Regions from separate parts of the Mus musculus genome. Here regions 2, 3, 4 and 5 are each linked to region 1. Evidence: chromatin contacts called from public promoter capture Hi-C data. All regions are on one chromosome and are shown on one strand. The core of a region is the stretch at or near the end of the contact, and the rest is flanking DNA. Distances in the headings are between cores, read along the strand shown.

What was found. Promoter capture Hi-C pulls out the DNA fragments that hold promoters and counts their contacts. Capture Hi-C pulls out chosen DNA fragments and counts their contacts.
Region 2: a promoter capture Hi-C map of erythroid cells shows a contact between it and region 1, with 18 times the contacts expected there. The contact joins the promoter of Nup160 here to the promoter of Arhgap1 in region 1. A contact is called at or near these places in 2 of 39 promoter capture datasets (erythroid cells and pre-B cells).
Region 3: a promoter capture Hi-C map of liver shows a contact between it and region 1, with 2.9 times the contacts expected there. The contact joins the promoter of Pex16 here to the promoter of Arhgap1 in region 1. A contact is called at or near these places in 6 of 39 promoter capture datasets (the 3T3-L1 cell line, the HPC-7 cell line, embryonic stem cells and 2 more), 2 of 484 Hi-C or Micro-C datasets (CD4 T cells and embryonic stem cells), 5 of 115 datasets of contacts at active chromatin or transcription factors (embryonic stem cells, extraembryonic endoderm stem cells, memory CD8 T cells and 2 more) and 2 of 9 other capture datasets (adipose tissue and liver).
Region 4: a contact with region 1 is called in a promoter capture Hi-C map of liver, with 5 times the contacts expected there. The contact joins the enhancer-like site here to the promoter of Arhgap1 in region 1. A contact is called at or near these places in 2 of 39 promoter capture datasets (both in liver) and 1 of 115 datasets of contacts at active chromatin or transcription factors (large pre-B cells).
Region 5: a promoter capture Hi-C map of liver shows a contact between it and region 1, with 4 times the contacts expected there. The contact joins the promoter of Celf1 here to the promoter of Arhgap1 in region 1. A contact is called at or near these places in 4 of 39 promoter capture datasets (the C10 cell line, liver, neutrophils and 1 more), 1 of 484 Hi-C or Micro-C datasets (embryonic stem cells), 2 of 115 datasets of contacts at active chromatin or transcription factors (astrocytes and embryonic stem cells) and 2 of 9 other capture datasets (adipose tissue and liver).

The regions. Positions count from the first base shown.
Region 1 is chr2:91,648,718-91,651,417 of GRCm38.p6, reverse strand. Arhgap1 (Rho GTPase activating protein 1) reads right to left here and starts at 1,300. Exons shown (of 14, transcript NM_001359970.1): 1 at 1,166-1,300. Zfp408 (zinc finger protein 408) reads left to right here and starts at 1,627. Exons shown (of 5, transcript NM_001347175.2): 1 at 1,627-1,714; 2 at 1,993-2,267. The coding sequence starts at 1,669.
Region 2 is chr2:90,675,939-90,678,638 of GRCm38.p6, reverse strand. It overlaps Nup160 (nucleoporin 160), which reads right to left and starts at 1,424. Exons shown (of 37, transcript NM_021512.2): 1 at 1,169-1,424.
Region 3 is chr2:92,373,987-92,376,686 of GRCm38.p6, reverse strand. It overlaps Pex16 (peroxisomal biogenesis factor 16), which reads right to left and starts at 1,448. Exons shown (of 11, transcript NM_145122.2): 1 at 1,012-1,448; 2 at 781-816; 3 at 1-60. The coding sequence starts at 1,123.
Region 4 is chr2:91,026,450-91,029,149 of GRCm38.p6, reverse strand. No RefSeq gene overlaps it. Among named protein-coding and RNA genes, the nearest start is that of Gm13777, 3.5 kb to the left of the region's middle. Within about 2 kb of position 1,294, at least 20 of the 459 cell types and tissues checked have an H3K27ac peak or open chromatin away from gene starts, as enhancers often do. A contact at or near this core is called in liver, where this site is marked.
Region 5 is chr2:90,939,113-90,941,812 of GRCm38.p6, reverse strand. Celf1 (CUGBP, Elav-like family member 1) reads right to left here and starts at 1,416. Exons shown (of 14, transcript NM_198683.2): 1 at 1,172-1,416.

The DNA of each region.
Region 1 (2,700 bases), core at 51-2,550:
AACAGTGATTCTCTCTCTCTCTGAAATTCTTGATGTTTGTGGACTTTTTCACTAGGAAAAATGAACAGATCCATGGAAACCTTGCATGCATTTTAAAGATTTCACAAACCCCCTGTTATTGCTTAAGAACCTATTTCAAGGGCTAAGTCCATAGCTCAGTGGTAGAGCGCTTTGCCTGCATACACAGGGTCTCTCCAGCACATGCGCGACAAGAGAGCGCGCGCGGGCACACACACACACCAAAGCAATTTATTCAGAGTGATGCACATAGCACCAGAGTTTATTCAGAGTCTTCACATAGCAGACTGTCATTAGCTGAATGAATGAATGAATGAATTTCATAAGTGGAGAAGGAAACGGATATTTGTACTATGAACTGGGCACAAATTCACCTCACAACTGCACTAGTAGTTCAGCATATGCTATAAAAACCATTTTACAGTTTGAACAAAAAGCGGGGGGAGGGAGGGAGGGAGCAAACTGCTACAGATCATAGAACCCAGACGCAGGATTTTAACCCACAAGTTCCAGTTTGAGGTGTTCTCTAGGTTAAAGTCAACCCCCTCAACAGTGATCTTAAGTGACTGTCGGTCACAAAGTTCACTGGGATCCAAGAGGCGCCACGAAAGGGCAGCCAGACTTCTCAGGGCAAACTGAAGTCACAGTACTTGCTGGTGCTGGAATCAGACTGTTTTGTGACTTTGGAAAAACCCAAATCCTACAAGGCTGCAACTCTAAACTATAATCATGTTTGCATAGAGTCCGAAAACAAACAACGAATGGAGTGTATTTCGTTTCACAAGAAAGTGAGATGAAAGCACGGCCTATCAAGTGACAAGGTGGATCACTTCCCCTGATTTCTAGCTCTCAGTGCTATGCCAGATCTGATCAGGACGACTTCTCCCTCCCTCCCACCGGCTTGCTCTGGCTTGGCCTATGCCTTGCAGAGGGAGGGCAGGAACAAGTCAGAGAAAGTGGCTGTCTTCTCATTGCAGGCGCCGAAATGGGAAAAATCCCGGCAGCGAAGAGACCCAGGCCCTCGGGCCCAATTCCACTCCCGACCCACTGCCTCGGATTTTCCCCTTTCCGACCCAATTCCTTCCGTTGACCAGAGCAGCTCTTCCCCACCACCACGCCCAAAGAGACCCCGCGCTCCGCAGCTCACCTCGTTCCGGCAATGCTTCCTCTGCCACGCCTGTCAAAGCTCGGCAAACATCCGGCTCCGAGATGGGAATGGGAACCGCCCCCTCGGGGGCCCCCAGCTCCCCAACCACTTCCGCCATTTCTTCTACCTACTTCCGGCTTGCTGCCCGGACCAAACAAGGCTTTCTTGGTGCTCCGCCCACTTCCGGCAATCACCTGACAAAATGTGAGGTTAATTAGCCGAGCTGTCCGACTCGCCGCTACCTAAAGTGAGTGAGTTGGGTTCCGCTTTTCCAGATGCAGGAAACTAGCGGGCCTCTGAAATCCTAGGTTCGTATCGCCCATCGGACAGGGTTTTATCTGTCAAGTACTTCCAAACTCCCAGGTCCATCCTTCAATGATGCCTAACCACCCGGATTCTTCCTTGAGCTTAAATTTGAAAATCAAGGACTGTTTCCGGGAGGAACCGGGACAAAAACGCTCACTTCCGGTAGAGGGGAGTGGCGAGAGAATCTCTGTCCCACGATGAAGGAGGTGGAGGAGGTGATCTTGGGGAAAATAGAGCCGCACCGTGAGTGACCTGCGATGTCTGCGACCCTCAGCCCTGGACTAGATGGCCACAGCGTTTTTCTAGTCAGCGCATTCCCTTACATCCCTTTTTCTCTTGAGCCTGGGATCCTGCTCCGGTGCCCTAAGAGACTAGACTCCCTCCCAACCATTCAAGGGCCCTACTAACTAGAACCTTGCTAATCCCTCGGACTCTTGGGTCATAGCTGACCCTGTACCTCTCTTTCCCCAACCCCACGCCTTCATGGACCACTCCTTTACTGCCTTCCCGTCTCCCTGCAGCCCCAGAGCCACCCCTGGGCCAGGATTCAGGATGGAGCCCTTCCGGAAAAGGCTTTGCTCCGGGCCTCAAAGCCTGCCCGCCGGGTACGAGCCCTGCCATCCTTGTTCTAAGGAGCCTCCCCCAGGGCTTGGCCGTGGGCCCCTCGAGATCCAGGAATCAGCACTTGGGGGTCTGGTGTGTAGGAGCACCCCTGCAGCCCGGCCTGCATTGGGGACCTCTGGAAGATGAGTCCGTCCTGGAGAAGGGCGAGGGAATGAAGACACCGCACGAGGAGGTATTGAGGAGTCGGACATCTGTCTGAAAGTTTGGGGGAGGTTCAGACATTTCCGGACAGCTCTTCCAGTTTGTTAGAAGCAGGATATTTTCAAACTCGAGAAATAATTGTCCCTTCATTGCAGCGCTGTCTTGCTCTACCTAAGCAGCAGTAACTAAAGCAGATGCAAAGAAGTTGTGAGAACCTGAATTCCTACTGTGTTGGCAGAGACAAAGGTCAGAAGCTAAGGTTACCAGGATCAGATTCAAACCTGTTAACTAGTTAGCTAAATTACACACCTAATATTACTCACCTGTAAAAGAAAGTTGTGGCTGTTACCGAGATCCTTTGGAAGACCAGAGGACACGATGCAAGCCAAATACGCCTGTGCTTTGTAAGCATTAGTAAGGATTGTTTAAAAGTATTGGTGCTCTTGCAGCGTTTTCTGTTTGGT
Region 2 (2,700 bases), core at 175-2,674, 970 kb after region 1:
GAGACTTTGTAAATGAATGAGTAAATAAATTAAACTACAACTTCAGGCTTACAGCTGAACATGTTCGTTGGCAACTCCATCAGAATCACAACATTGCGAAGTTCCATAATTCTGCCCCAGCAATTGCATTTCCCTTGACCATTTATTGCCTTAATGACTATTTCGTGATTGTCACTGCCCACACCTCTCTTCAGATGCACCAGAAGAGGGCGCTAGATTTCATTACGGATGGTTGTGAGCCACCATGTGGTTGCTGGGATTTGAACTCAGGACCTTGGGAAGAGCAGTCGGTGCTCTTAACCGCTGAGCCATGTCTCCAGCCCTCACCCCCACTCATTCTTAGCTTACTCTGAAGTCGGCCGAGTGGGCATAGTGGCACACTGACAGCAGCTTTTGGAAGCAAGTAGATCAGGAGTTCAAGATTATCCTCCAATTTATGTCAAGATCAAGGCCAGCCTGAGGCTGCCTAAAACCCTGGCTCAAATCAAACAAAAAGCAGCTTTTAATCCCAGCACTCAGGAGGCAGAGGTAGGTGGGTTTCTGTGAGTTAAAGGCCAGCCTGCATTACAGAGTGAGTTCCAGGACAACCAGGGCAACAGAAACTGTCTTGACGTCCCCATTCCTCACAAAAGAAGACAACTTGCCCTGCAACCATATTTTCCTACCAGCAATTATAGCCTTATGCTTCTGTTTCTGTACATTGAACTGTGTCTGAACTTATAGAGAGACACCCTCCCTACCTTGACCTTCGGTCTATTCCTCATTTTAGCATCTTTAATTTTTCCATTTTTACTAAATTACTCCTCTAAATCTCACTAAGATAAAGTCTCCCCTAGAGCCCTGCTAACCCCTGTCCTTCTGTACTTGGCAAAAAGGGAGTTATGTCTGCACTCAGTGGATGCATCTCAGTGGATCAAGATGAAGCCTAAGGTCCTGGTCCCTTGCTTCCATCTAGGTCCATCCTGGTCAATTTCAGTTCAGTTTTCTCTGCCTAATCCTGCTTTCTTCACTCCCCTAGCAATGCTGTTCTGTGAGCACACTGTGTGCTCCTTCCTGTGTGTAAATCTCTGCTTCAGAGACTTTTTTTTTGAGAGGGAAGCTCACACACACACACACACACACACACACACACACACACAATTTAAAAAATATTTTTTTAAAAGATTACCTGTTGTGCGGCTTGGTGGCACACATCTTGAACCCCAGCACACAGGAGGCAAATGCAGGTAGATCTCTGAATTTAAGGCCAGCCTGGTCTAGGTGAATGAGATATGTTTTGGGGAACTTGTTGTTAGTGTCATTTCCCCCACATATTCAAAATCTCTATCAAGGCAGAAAGAATGCAAGATGAACGGGAAGGTGTGCTGTAACGACACTGCCTCCTGGACACAGCATGGTGGCTGCTCTCGTGAGATCATAACTGTGGTTACCTACACAAAAGACAGGGCCTGTCAACATTCCGTGGTGGGGGTTGGACTTTGAGGCCCCATCGCTCCCCGAGGAGCCGTAGGTAAAGTCAGTGGCTGCTGTGAGGGAGGAGTAATTTTCTCCAGTGGTGTATTTGCTGGTTAGTTGCCGGTGCTCCTATAAATAAGACTCCCTCCCATGCTCATTCAAGCAACTCTAATTAAACCCAGTGGGTCACAGATAGAAAAGACATGAAAGTGGAAGAGGAACTAGTTGGGAAGAAGGGCAAAGGAGGGTGATGGGGGGTCCATGATGAAGCTGGGAATAGTGGCCCACACCTGTCATCCTGGGTGCTTGGAGGGTGGAGGCATTCTAGGCTAGTCTCAGCAACATAGTAAGTGTGAGGCCTGCCTAGGTTACATCAAACCCTGTCTCACAGACGTAGGCAGAAGATTTTATTAGAGTGTGTGTTTGCTTTTTTATTAATGTTATTATTCATTTTACAAATGATGGACATCATATGACATTTTCATACATGTACTTTAGCCTACTTTGTTCACATTCACCTGTTAGCAAATCTTGTCCTCCCTTTCCCTCTTACTGTTCCCCTTCCTCTTCCCAAATAATAGTCCTCCCCTCCCCTTTTATGTCATGTATACATATATTTAAATCTAGATTTTGCATTTTTGTGCCTTCCTTTATTAATAATAATGATGATCCCCAACGTAACCATTTTCATTCAAACGATATGATTTTCTTCTTGTTTATGGCTGAATAGAACTTGAGATGTGATGTTTTCCAAGCTTCAAGCTGTCTTTGACCTTTGGTTCATGTTACAGTAAATTCAAGGTGAATTGCAGTAAGTTAACAGTAACACTTTACATTGCCCGAACTTAGTGACTTTTTTTGGGTGGTAATTCGATGGAAATTATTGAATTATTCAGTGGAATAATTTCTTTCAGTGGAAATTAGTGTTATTTTTCAGTGAGCACTTTCAATGTAATTACTTTATTTCGGGGGTTCCAGGAATGTGGTTTCCTGTCATTTGGCCAGTGACTTTCAAAAGTGATAATAGCAATGACTTGAGATCTAGCCACAGTGCAAAGGGCTTATTATTTTTTTCTATTTCTCTAGATTTTTAAATATTGGTTTTTATCTTCATGCTGTTCTATTAATCATAGTAAGTAGCTTTCCAGTTCCTGGAAGCATATTGGTTTGTCCCACACTTATTTTTTCAGTCTTGATTGCATGTTGGGCACTGGGTTATAATGATCCCCCAAAATAGGCTAAGCA
Region 3 (2,700 bases), core at 199-2,698, 730 kb before region 1:
GAAGCTCCTTCCTCAGGATCCCGTCATTGAGCAGCACCAGCAGGTTCGAGGCAGAGTACACTGAGAAGCAGATTGTGGTCTTGAGAGGCCGGCCCTGCTGTGGCCTTCACCCCTCTCACCCTTACCCCAGAGCCCTACCGATCACAGCTACCCACAGACTGTGTGGAAACCAACAAGCCTCTCCGCCCACTACCTCAGAGCCCCATTCTCTCCATGATGACATCTGAGCCAGTAAGAAATGAGCTGATTGGAGTGACAAGCCAGCCCTTGCTCTGCTGGACAGCACTGGTTACTGAGCTGCTCAAAACTGCCTGTCATGTTCCAAACAGCCAAATGTGTGGTCCCACCAACTCATCTTTGCTCTCTTCAGATGGTCCCCCCTGAAGGACTACATCACACCTACCTTTCAAAATCCCCCTCATCCTTTCATGATCTTCACTACCCCCACTAAGCAAACAGAGCCCTTACAGCAGGGAGGTGGGGGCACTTGAACACTGGTCCTGACATCAAGGACTTTTCTGAACTTGTATTCCTTCAGCTAGACAGAACAACAGTGCCCTTCTCATACTCATAGGTCTGATGAACTAGCAAGGTCAGGAAAGTTGCTTAATCCTAAGCAAAACCAGGAGTGAGAAGCCAGTCAGAGCCCTCACAGGTCGCCCAACTCTGGGGACACCAACTGTCTTGGGCGATGGACAGCTGATCTAGAGGGAAGCTCAGGACCTTCAATCAAGGTTCCGCTGGAAGCCTTCTCCCTCCCCAGCCCAGAGTCCAACTTACCCAGTTCAGACAGCTCGTGTGAATCGGAGAAGCGACCTAGGGAAGAAGGTATAGAAGGCGTTGGTGAGCGTCTGTTTTACCCTGCGGCTTTGGGTTCTCTAGTTTCCTCTACGCCACAGGAACCCAGACAGAACTGAAGCACCGCGACCACTACCCTGGGTCAGCAGGCAAAGAGCCATAGGGTTCCTGGGTCAGAGTCCCCAAGAAATGGGTCAAAGGTCAGTGTGGCACCTGCCAGCAGGTAACTGAGGCCCCGCACAGCCGTCTCCAACTGGGCCGTGGCGGCTGGATGACGAGTCACATACTCCTGGTAGCGGAGGCTCAGGAGCCGTAGCTTCTCCATCCTGCTCTGGCCACTGACAGTCCCACCGGCCGACAGCAAGGCTGGCAGCGGCGCCCTGCGTCCTGAGCCCTCCTTCCTGCTTCCGGCCCTAAGCCCGCCTCCCGGTTGCTCAACTTCCGCAGCCCAGGAGGACTTAGACCCGCGGAGCCCCTGAACGCCCCTTCACCCCATCTCTAGCGCCTCCTCCCCGAGACCGGGAGCTCCCACCCTCCCTCCTTCCAGCCATTGGCTCCTTCTCTCTCCGCCCTGAAGCTCTCTAGAGCTTCTGGCACCCGATCTGCAGCCTCCTTGGTTGGCTGTCTTGGCGCCTGCGTAGTTACAACTTGCGGGCAGGCTGAACAGTTCATACTAGAGAAGGTACTAAGGAGCCTCAGACTTTCTCAGAAGATCGCCGAGAGCTCGAACGGGAGGGTCGGGAAGCAAAGAGTTTGGGATTTAAGGCACAGGGAACCTTGAAATTGTCGTAAATAGGTCTCAGCAGCCGCCAGTCTCGAGTTTTTCACAAAAGCCAGTGCCGGGTTTTTGCTGGGGCAAGCCTAACCAGCAGATTTAGAACAGTGGCTTCGGCTCCAGTTTCTTCAGAACACATGGACCCCCAAAACCCGTACCCGATGACTCCCTCCTTGGAGAATACCCTGGCCTATCCCTCTGCTCTCCGTTTAGGGACGACCCTGCGCATTAGCTTCCCCGATCTGCACCTCGGGTTTCCTCATCTACAAAATTATTTGGGCCCGACTTGGACCTTGAACTCGGAATGAATCCCAGCGTTTTCCGGCCCTTGGATGCACTTCCAGGTTCTAAGCTGGCCTCCAAGAGTTGGTGGAAACTCCTATGGCTCCATTCATGAACTGAGCTGCAATGCTGTCAAGGTGCTGCAGAAGTGGAGGGAGGGAACCGTTCCTGGGAGGCAGTTGATTGGCTGTGGGAAGAGGGGGCTTGGCAAATCTGCGCCATTGCGGACTCCGCCCGCGAATTTATGGTATATAAAGAATTGTAATACATTTAATACCCTACCAGATATTATCTTTAGACAAGGACAGAATATGCCGTTACGCCCATCCACTATATTACGTGCATGTACGAAAATGTCATAATGAAGCTCATTATTTTAGTTTGCATGTTTTGAGACAGGATCTCACTGTGAACCCCTGGCTGGCCTCAAATGCATAGAGATCTGCCTACGTCTGCCTCCCAAGTGCCGGGATTAAAGGCATGTGCCAGCACAAGAGACAAAGCACATTGTTTTGTACAATTAATAAAACACTAATAAAAATTCTCATTAGAGAGCTGGAAAGATGGATTCAGGAGTTAAGAAATGCTCGTTTAACCGGGCAGTGGTGGCACACACCTTAATCCCAGCACTTCGGAGGCGGAGGCGGAAGCAGAGGCAGGCAGATTTCTGAGTTCGAGGCCAGCCTGGTCTACAAAGTGAGTTCCAGGACAACCAGAGGTACACAGAGAAACCCTGTCTCGAAAAACCAATAGCCTGAGCCAGAACCAGGCGGTTTAAGCAGCACACTCACCAGGAATTTAAGGCACAGGGAATGAAGTGTCCCAACATGCCACCACTTCCTTCC
Region 4 (2,700 bases), core at 45-2,544, 620 kb after region 1:
TTTGTTTTTTAATTTAATGTATGAGTGCTCTGCTGCAGCAGGCTAGAAGAGGGCATCAAATCTCCTTATAGATAGATGGTTGTGAGCCACCATGTGGTTGCTGGGAATTGAACTCAGCACCCCTGAAAGAACAGCTAGTGCTCTTAACCACTAAGGCATCTCACCCGCTCCTAATGTTAACTCTTATGAAAGCAGTTTGATGAAACAGCAAACTGAGCAAGAAAAATACAATGTCTAGTTCAAGGATTAAAGGGGCACTGGAAGTGGAATGGAGCTAAACCTTGAGTTCAAGGAGATGATCAGAGTAAAGGTATTCAATGAAATTAAGGGAGTGGTGACCTCGGAGCAAGACCCCAGCTAGTAAGCTTTCATAATGTGAAAAGGAATTAAAGCAAAGTTTAGGTCCAGGCAAGGTGTTGCACGCTTTTAATCCCAGCACTTGAGAGGAAGAGGCAGGCAGAACCTCTAAGATCAAGACTATGCTTGTCTACAGAGCAAGTTTCAGGACAGCCAAGCAAAGGCAGGAAGAAAAAAAAAAATCAAAAACAGAAAGCTGGTGATGTCACAGAACAAGGGGGCCATGTTCCAGCCCCAACAAGCAGAACTTGGCAGCTTTGGCCACAAGGTTCTGGCTTTAGAATCAAGGATAGAATGTTTCAGGGATGTCTCTAAATTGAGGAGCAGAGAGGTCATTGTGTGAAAGGGGTTATAAAACCTCCCTCTGCAACAAACAAAAGCTATTGAAGTCAGGCATATGACAGGGGTACATGGAGGAACAGAAAAGTCATTGTGTGAAGCTGTGAAAGTGAAGCTTGGTTTTGTTGGAGTTTGTCAAAAGACCCTCACTCACAAAGACCATGGAGACCGCCATGGCTGCAAACTGCATCATTATTTTTATTGATCCAACATGTTGGGGACTCCCCTCCCAGCTCGCAGGTCAGAGGCGAGACCAAGAACAAAGAAAGAGCACACTTTTTATACTTTTGTAAGGGGCAGATATGAGCAACAGGGTAGCTGTCTTATTCTAATTGGTGTAGCAAGAATTGGTGTAGCAAGTAACCTTTTCAGGCATTGGTTGGTTCGCACAGTAACTACCTCTGGTCTAGTGACTCACTTTGCTTGTCCCCAAGGTGGGTTATTATGATTTGGTCAACAAAGCAATAGTACATTTTGAACTTACGGGTCAGCTATTAATGTGCCAGAAAACTTTGTCAGCAAGGTTAAGGCAGTATGTGGTTTATCTCGGAATTCAAACTGAGGCAGGCTTTCCAAGAACTGTTATCTGTGTTATAGTTAATTTTTGAGAACAGCTAATCTTGCTCCGGCAGCTATGGTCACCATGACTTCTTAGTCCTCTCAGATGGGGAAGGGGCCGGGTGGTATTGAACTATTGAACTTGCTTACATTGGCAGGGAAAGGGAAAATTCTTCAAGCAGCAGGGGGTAGGGAAAAGCTTCTGCAGACAGCTTTGGTGCACATTAGCCAAGCTAAAAACTGTATTTCTTCAGTTTGCCTTGGAGATCCCAAGAGGTTAGAGATGCCATGGGACACCTGCCAAAGGAAAGTTGGTAACAGAAAGTGAAACCAGCTTAAAACAAGTGTGCTGTAGTCAGCAAAGCTGAAGGGAGCTGGAGATCTGAAGAACATTTTGCCATCAGACATGGAAATGCGGAGTTTGGGATTTGCCGAGCTGAGTTTTGGTCTTGCTTTGGTCCTCACTGCATTTCTGTTCTTCCAATTTGGATCGGTAATGTATAGTTTGTGTATATGTTGGCAGTATGTGATCTGCTTTATTTTATAGGGGATTAATTTCAGAAGACATGTTGAACCTTTAAACATTGACACTGTGATAGACTATGGGGACTTTTGAAGTTGGTCTAAATGTATTCTGCATTATAGTATGGCTACATGCCTATGCAGACAGGGAATGGAATGTGATGGTTTGAATGTGATGGCTTATTCGGTGTGTCAACTTGACACAAGCTGGAGTTATTATAGAGAAAGGAGCCTCCCTTTAGGAAATACCTCCTTGAGCTGTAAGGCATTTTCTCAATTAGTGATGAAGACGGGGGAGGGCCCAGCCCTTTGTGAATAGTGCCATCCCTGGGCTGTGGTCCTGGGTTCTATAAGAAAGCAAGCTGAGCAAGCCAGGAGAAGCAATCCAGTAAGCAACCATCCCTCCATGGCCTCTGCATCAGCTCCTGCCTCCAAGTTCTTGCCCTAACTTCCTTTGGCGAGGAACAGCAATGTGGAAGTGGAAACTGAATAAACCCTTTCCTCCCCAACCTGCTTCTTGGTCATATTTTGTGCAGGAATAAGACAGCTCCCATAGAATTATATGTTTGAATGCTTGGCTTAGAGAAAATAGCATTGTTAGGTGTAGCTTTGTTGGAGGAAGAGTGCCATTGAGGAGGTGAGCTTTGAAGTTTCAATGCTCCTGTCTGGCCAGTGAGAGATAAGTCTCCTCCCTGCTACCTTTAGATCAAGATGCAGAACTCCTGGCTCCTCTAGCACCATGTCTGCCTGCCTGCTGTCATGCTTCTTTCCATGACGATTATGAACTAAACCTCTATAAGCCAGTCCCAATCAAATGTTTTCCTTTGTAAGAGTTGCCTTGGTCATGGTGTCTCTTCACAGCAATGAAAACCCTAACTAGGTCAGTTTCTATCTCCCCACAGTCCTAGGTGCTGGGAGGGACTG
Region 5 (2,700 bases), core at 167-2,666, 710 kb after region 1:
ATAAAAACTAGTATAGAGAGAAAAAAAAAATCAGTGCCGTTGCAGTTGGTCCATTCTAACCTCCATGATTTTCCAAGTACACTTGTTAATGCCAAAACCAAAAAGAACTCTAAGCAATTCCATCTGAAGACACCGTCATTCTAAGGATCTAAAAAGAAACAAACTGGAAAAAGTGAAAAAGTGCAATTCAAACCTCTTCAACTCAGAGACTAGAAGACAGAGAAGAGATCTTTTAAAGGTTAAGTTCCTTTTAAGTGTGTGCAAAGGGTGTTTGTAACCTCCTAACAATGCAGACATTATCAACAGAGTCTATGCTCTTTAAAACTGTTCAACAGCTTTTATATACAGCATTAACTCTGAGCACCAGAAAGAGATTCTGTTGTGCTAAACCAAGCTCTGACCAAAATCTCACACTTTCTCCCCGGAATCAGTCTCTAAACCAATGAGAAGCTCCTTAAAAAGCATATGCAATGGTCGGAGAAAATTAAAACAACATCCTGTCAGAACCACCACAACCGAGACACCACTACCGACTTTAAATCCAAAGCCTGGGACCTAGCGAAGAAGGCACCCTCCAGAGCCGTCCCCGCTCCTGGGTGCGAGATTCGAGCCCTGCTACTAGGCCTTGACTGGGCGAGCGAGCACCTGATGTGGGGGGTAGGGCGAGCCAAAGCGGCCCCAGGGCGAGAACTGCAAGAGCTCCGGAGGATCGAGAGGAGCGCTGCCTTCTAGGGGCGGGAATCTAGGACACCCCCGGGGGTGGGCACGAAGAACACGTGGGGCGACAGGGTCAGGGAAGCGGCGTCTCGGGTAGACAGCCGCGATCTCGCCCAGCGGACCCGGAGAGGAGGACTCGGGTGCGGTGCAGGAAGCAAGCCCTCGGGGCCGGGAGAGTGGAGGCAAAGGGCAAGGGAGCCGGGGCCAGGCCACGAGGAGGGCGGGTCTCCCTGGGAGCAGGGGCACGCGCCGGGCGGACGCGAATGGGCCCCCGAGTCCCGAGCAGTCCGCGGCCTGGTCCCCGGGGTGCGGGGAAGCGGGAGCGACCGCACCCGGAGGGCCCTGTGACCCGTAGCCGCCCGAACCTGACCCGCCCCGCGGCGCCTCCCTCCAGCCTCCCTCTCTTTCCCTCCCTTCATCCCGCGGCCCGTTATCCTGCGGCCGCCGCACTCACCAGCGGCTGCACCTGAGCCCGCCGCTGCCTCAGCTGCTGCCTTGCTCCTCCGCAGCCGCCGCTGCCTCGCTGCTGAGGCCGAATCCCGGGGGAGCCTCCGCGTCCCGCCGCCGCCGCCGCCTCTGCCGCTGCCGCTGCCGCCAGAGCAGAACACCCCAAAATGGCGGCACTTCCGGCACCTACCACCGGCGGGGAGGGCCGCCGCGGAGGGGGCGGGCGGCGAAGGGGAACGTACCACCGCGGCGCCGCCCGCCAGCGCCGAGCCGAGCCGAGCGCCGCGCAGGGGCGGGCGGAGGGCCGGCGCTGCAGCGCCCCCTCCGGCCGGGGAGTGAAGGAGCAGTCGCTCTGAAACCCTGGGGGCCGCGGGCGGAGCCCTCAGCCCTGGGAGCTGTAGGGGTGCATCTCTTTGTCTCAGAGCTGCACTGGAGGGAAGACCCCGGCCTGGGAATCTGAAGTTCTTGCCTCTGCGCACCGCACTAGCTGCACCTCTGGCGGGCAAGCAACGCAGCTTGGCAATGAAAAATACACATAATAAATATCGAATGAATGAATGAATGAATGAATGAATGAATGAATGAATGAATGAATGATGGGTGCTTGGCTAACACTGGACGCAGGGCACACCCTTTCTTTTTGCACATCAGCATACAGACAACTGTATCCAGGCCTTCCTTCTGATGGAATGTGTGTTGCAAGCTTTCAGAGTTAGGGAAGTGCCTGTACAGAGATGTTCAACTGCATGCATGCGCAATCTGGCAAAAATCCCTGCGGCACCAGAAAGCTCTTAAGTATTCTATTAAGAGACTACCCAGTCCAAACCTACTCTTCTTGGGAAAAAAAATAACAATTAAAACACTTTTTACGAATCCAGCACCCCCTTTTAGGATTCGGTATTCCTAACCTGCATCTAGCTGGATTCACGCATTAAGTGTGTTGTTTATTACACAAAGTCAGTGAAATGTGAGACAATGAAATGCAGATTGAGAAAACTTAGTTCTGGGAGGTCAGGGCTCCATCAATTTACAAATTACTCATGAGTTGGCAATTATTTCTCTTTATCACTTAGCTTCCTAAAGCAAAATATATATCCACAAATGCCGGTTATACCCTACCCTACCCTACCACACTCACTAAGGCAGCCCCCACCCCTGCCCCAAGCAGCAGCCAAGAGTTTTCCCCTGTGCTAGAGGCACAAACAATCATGTAGATCAAAACAATTAGCCCCTAGGTTGTTCATTATCAAATTACCTAAATTGTACTGTAAAGCTTTGGTTGTTTTTTGTTTTTTTTTTTTTTTGTTTGTTTTGTTTTTTTGAGAGTTTCTCTGTGTAGCTCTGGCTGTCTTAGAACTCCCTCTTGTTACTGAGACTGACCTCAAACTCACTTGGTGATCCGCCTGCCTCTGCCTCCCCTAAATGCTGGGATTAAAGGCGTGTATCGCCACACCCGGCCTGTTCGTTCCAATTTTCAAATTGGTTTTCTACCTTCTTGTTGTTGATTGATGGGAATGGAGTTAGAGATGTAACTTG